Regions from separate parts of the Rattus norvegicus genome. Here region 2 is linked to region 1. The links are chromatin contacts, called in public Hi-C maps. All regions are on one chromosome and are shown on one strand. The core of a region is the stretch at or near the end of the contact, and the rest is flanking DNA. Distances in the headings are between cores, read along the strand shown. Region 1 holds the start of Ccdc71l (coiled-coil domain containing 71-like). Region 2 holds the start of Nampt (nicotinamide phosphoribosyltransferase).

Evidence for each region. A called contact is a pair of places that touch in the nucleus more often than the background predicts.
Region 2: a contact with region 1 is called in a Hi-C map of frontal cortex, with 3 times the contacts expected there. The contact joins the promoter of Nampt here to the promoter of Ccdc71l in region 1. A contact is called at or near these places in 2 of 12 Hi-C or Micro-C datasets (the A7r5 cell line and frontal cortex).

The regions. Positions count from the first base shown.
Region 1 is chr6:54,686,130-54,688,794 of GRCr8, forward strand. It overlaps Ccdc71l (coiled-coil domain containing 71-like), which reads left to right and starts at 1,345. Exons shown (of 1, transcript NM_001399142.1): 1 at 1,345-2,665. The coding sequence starts at 1,516. The coding sequence ends at 2,166.
Region 2 is chr6:55,151,465-55,154,129 of GRCr8, forward strand. It overlaps Nampt (nicotinamide phosphoribosyltransferase), which reads left to right and starts at 1,292. Exons shown (of 11, transcript NM_177928.3): 1 at 1,292-1,375. The coding sequence starts at 1,319.

The DNA.
Region 1 (2,665 bases), core at 95-2,594:
ACTGAGCCAGGTGTCCCTCAGCTCAAATATTTAAAGGAACTATTAACTGTATGTAAATCACAAAAATTTGGCATTGTGTGCTGCAAAATAAAGATGCTTACTGAAGAACATTCTAGCAGCAGGACATGTAATTTTTTTTTTTTTTTTTTTAGAAAACCTTAAACATTTTACAGAAATCTTATGGGCTGGAGGGTATAGCTCAGTAGTAGGGTCCTGTCTTTGTATGTGTGAGGCTCTGGCTCTGGGTTCGATCCCCAGCATGAGGAATAATGACGTCTAAAGGACTTCAAAGAAAACTGCAATATAAATGCAAAATATATAATTACCTCGTTCTAAGCAATTTCAGGGCTGCACTCCATTTCAAACGGTCGGTGCTATTTCGTACATTCATTCGGTATGCATTCAGTGCCTATTACGTGAATAGGCAGCGGCTTGAGTGTGAATAGAGAAACTGACAAAAAGAATGTCTACTACTGTCTTCCCAAATACAAAAGGTAATCCATTCTTAAGAATGTATTCTTCTCAAAGAATCTTATTGATTATGAGGAATACTACATCAAGGATAGAGATGGTGCAGCAAATGGGCAATTTAATACCAACTGAAATATGAAATAGCATTCTGATTTAAAAAAAATATATTTTCTTTCAGCAGAATGGCTTTGCTGCCATTGCTGCTTGTTCAACTTGAGCAGACTCTTTTAGTTCATAAAGTCTTTCTTTCCCAATGATCGGTATCTCCTAAATGTGCCAAGATGGTTCCATTGCCCAGAAGGAAACTGTCATAAATGCCTGAATGCTTAGTCTTCTTGAAAGATGGGGTCAGGAGAGGCAAAGCATATGAAGGTGCCAAAGTAGGATTTGAGACTTTAGAAGGGACTCGTGAAATGCTCATCCCCTCTAGTTTTAGACCCAACTCTCTGGGCTGTTAGGCTATCAGGTCTTGGGTTCTCACTATTCAGACTGGTAGACTACCCCAGCTCAACCCACAGCTGCACCCAGTCACCCACAACGCCCCCAAACATGGAGCTCACGCCTACCCACTTCCTTCTCTTGACAGGGCAACCCTCTTGGACCCATCCAATGGTTGACTGGCCTTCCAGGACCATCACCATTACCCACCACAGGCACCATGTTCCAGGAACTGGCCTCTCTCCCAGAAGTCCCCGCCCTTCATTCTGAGAGCACCCAATGGGAGGAGCCGAGGCCGCGGTAGGCGGGGACTAAGGCGGGCCCATTTAAAGAAAGGCTGAGGGCGAAAGGAGGCAAGAGAAGAGAAGAAAGAGAAGCCAGGGGAGGGGGCGGGCGCCGTCCAATGACAAAGCCCCGGGGTGGGCGCCCGCCGCCGCCGCCATCTTTAGCCCGGCCACAGGACATCCAGCGCGTCCTCCGCCCCGAGGGGGAGGGGCGGCAAGGCGAGAAAAGTAGCGAGCGGCGCCGGGCGGAAGGCGCCAGCACCAGCGAGCGCGGAGGAGCGGGGCGCAGACGGGGACGGCGGGCGGCCCCGAGCGGCCTCCGATGCGACGCGGCGTGAAGAGGCGGCGGCGCCGGCCCCGGGCCGCCTGGGGCGGCGGCTACGGAGCGGAAGGAGGGGCCGGTCTGGAGGCGCTGGAGGAGAAGGTGGTGTACTCGCGGTCGCAACTGTCGCTAGCCGGCAGCACGGAGGCGCTGGGCGACGCCTTCAAGCTCTTCATGCCCAGCAGCACGGAGTTCATGAGCTCGGAAGCGGAGCTCTGGAGCTTCCTCTGCAGCCTCAAGCACCAGTTCTCCCCGCACATCCTGCGCAGCAAGGACGTCTACGGCTACTCCTCGTGCCGGGCACTGGTGCCCGACCCCCCGGCGCCCGCCAGCCGCCCCGCGCGCCGGCCGCGCCCGCGCGCAACGCCCAGGAGGAGGCGCCGTGGAGCTCCGGCCGCTGCGGGCACCAGCAGGCCGCGCCCCGCCGCTGCGGAGCCGGGGCCTCCCGCGTCCTGCTTCGGGGGCCGCACCCTGGAGGAGATCTGGAGGGCGGCCACCCCGACGCTGACCAGCTTCCCGACCATCCGCGTCGGCGACGACGTGTGGGGCGAGCGCAGCCTGGCGGTGGCGCGGCGCAGGGCGCGCCAAGTGCTGCGAGTGGACCTGGACCCGGTGGTGAGGCTCCGCCGCTTCCCGGTGCCCCGGGTGTGATGTGCGTTGCGGCGCCTCCTGCCGGCCGCCGCCCGAGGTAGCTTCCGCGCGCTGGAACGGACTAATGTCAGTCGAAAGTTTACAGAACCGGCCCCCTTTGGTGCACTTTATGCGCGAACTAGGCCCCTGGATGCGGTGCGGCGCCGCGGTCCGGGATCGGGACAGGTGCAGCCCCCACGCCTGCGGCCAGACGGGACGGCCGGACCCGTGACAGAAGTCTCTTTGCTTCCCAACCCGGATGGAGACGTCTCCAGAACCTGGAGGGACACGTGCATTTTCTCCCTCTTGGACTCTACCTCACCGGTCTGGAAGTCCTCCGAAGACTTTTTCAATTTTTTTCTCCAAAGGAATTTGTTTTCGTGCTTGTGTAATAAAGCCAGAATTTTACTTGCTCCTTAATTCCCCTTCTGTTTTCTTTTTGACTGTCAGCCCCACTTTCTGGACAGAAGATCGACTATGTTTCCTGGTGAAGTGCTGGTGTACGCTCAGGGTATTCTGA
Region 2 (2,665 bases), core at 42-2,541, 470 kb after region 1:
AGTGTTTTGTGTCTTAAGGGGAAGGTTAAATTCAACCCTCTCAGACAACGAAGGGACACGACCAAGCTGAATATAATATTGTTGGGAAGTAAAAGGCAAAAAGAGACTGCTAATTTGATGCAGTTTGTGCCAGTTTAATAATACTAACTACTTTTATTCTATAAAAACAAAACCACAAAACCTAAATCTTAGAATTCTTAAATGCTATTAAACATGCAAAGGGAATTTTAGTTTTATGCCCCCCCCAAAAAAATTGCAACTATGTATGTGAAAATGAAACAAGAGGACTGGCTCATGAAAGTTGGATGACGTCATCAGACGTCATTTCGCTTATTTGGAAGGTTGCTAGCTCTTTCCCCAGGATTTAATGATTTAAAGGAAAAAACAGATCCTCTGTCTAAGACTTGGCTGGATGCCTTTTACTTCCCAACAATACTGGATTCAATTGGTCTTGTCCTTTCATTGTCGGAGAGGGTTGAATTTAACCTTCCCCTCAAGGTGCAAAGGACTGTTAAGACTTTCTCCAGGAAAAGTCAGTCTTCAAAGGATCAAAGAGCTCAGCTACAGACAGAGCAGGGAGGAAAGCAAGGCCGTGCACCAGGGGAACTCAGACTTCAAGCAGCTCCTCTTATTTCAAAAGAAAATCTAGAGGATCAGGATCGACAAGACGGATGGTGACCAAAGGATCCATCCACGGTCCAAACGAAAGACAAAGGTAATTCAGCGCGTGCGGGAACTAAGAGTGGGTGGCTCCTTGGCCTTAGCTAGGTGGCGTGACTCCAACAAGACTCTCAGGACGAGCAGGGACTGGGTAGGACAAGAGGAAGGTCCGGGCTGGGGCGGGCAAAGAGGTTCACGACAGGAGGGGCGAGGCTGGGAACGCCCAAGCCACGCCCCTATATCAAACCACGCCCCTCAGAGGCAGGCGCCCAGGTCACGCGCTGGGGTGACTGTCGGCTTTAGGCCTGGGGCGGGCGCCGCCGAGGCAGAGCGCGTGCCTCACGTCCTCCTCGGCAACCCCCCGCCCCTGCGTTGCGCACGCGCAGCCGTGCCCCGCCCCTTATCCCCGGGATGGGCGGGGCGCGGAGCCGCCGGGAAAGCCGCCGGAGCGCGCTGGGTCGTGTAGCGCGCTTTCCTCCGCCGCCGCGTCACGGACCTGCCCGCCCTCCCGGCCCCTCCCCGTGCTCGGTTCCCTGCTCTCCCGCCCCCCTGCGAGCGAGCGGTGACTTAAGCAACGGAGCGCAGCGAAGCCCATTTTTCTCCTTGCTCGCAGCCGCGCCGGGCAGCTCGTGGCGCGGCGCCTCCGCTCTGGCCCGAGATGAATGCTGCGGCAGAAGCCGAGTTCAACATCCTGCTGGCCACCGACTCGTACAAGGTGGAGTTGGGATGGGGGTCTCAGGGCCGGGAGCAGCGGGAGCTAGGGCGGCGGGATAGGGCAGGTGGAGAAGCCGCAACGCGGCGGCTGAAGGATGGAGGCGCGGGCCGGAGGCGGGGCCTGCGCCGCGGCGGGGGCGCGGCCGGAGGCTCGGCGGGATGGGTGCACGCTGCAGCTACGGTCGCCGCCGGCGGCCCTGGCTCCCGGACAGGATGAACTGGATGAGATCACGGGACGATCGGGTTCGTTAGGTAACGGCCCCTGGGTCGGCAGGTATGGTCCTGCCCAGGGGAGCTCGGGGAGAGGTCCTGGCTGTGTGCCCCTCACCCAGCTAGTGGTCCCAGCGCGGAGGATAAACCTGGCCCCAGGAGCCGTGTCTGATTCAGCCGTCCCACGCTGGGTCTGCATTTCAAACTCCCTTGCACCTAGGGATCATTCACGTGCCTGGCCCCTGGTTGCCCAGGCTAGTGTGCTCTGGCTATGTGATTTCTGTGAAAAGGAAAGTGAAACACCAAGAGGTTAAGGAACTGGAGTTCTGACCCCCCCCCCCCCCGCCCCGAGAGAACTTGTAGGGAGAGTGAAATGGCACGTTGCTTTAAGGTGCCTATTGATTTGACTCTTGCATTAATTGAAGTGCACCTAAGCAAAGAGAGGCGTGATAAAGAAAGCATTGCCCCCCAACTACGAGAAATGAACCGCACTGATCTTGAGCTAAGTTTGTTAGCCAAGACGCTCAAAAGGTAAAATGTCAGACTAGGTACCCTCACTAGAACAGATTAAATTTTAGTTTTCAAGTTTAGCGTTTACTTGAACATCGTGGTGGTTTTGAGTGTAGCGATTTAGGCGTAGTACTCTCTCTCGTGCTTTTGTTTTGGTTCTTTGCTTTTTACTTTTTTAACCCTGTAGTCTGAATGTTTGAGTCTCATTTTGCTTACATACTAGTTTGCCCATTTTTTTTAAACTATTGTAAGTAGGTGAGCTTTCATTTTAAAAGACCCAAATTTATCAACAGGTGGTTTTTCACATGGAATTTTATTTTATTTCATTTCAGTGATTTCGAGGCAGAGTGTCTGTGTAGCCTTGGCTGTCCTAGAACTTGCTTTGTAGACCAAGCTGACCCTGAACTCAGAGATCTGCCTGCCTCTGCCTCCCGAGTCCTGAAATTTTAGGCATATGCCCCCCACATTCCTACTTCAGACGGGATTTTAAAGTGGAAATCACCTTTGCAAGATGATTATCACTTCCGTTGTGGTACTGGAGACTCTAAAATCCCTGCTTGATTTAGTTCAG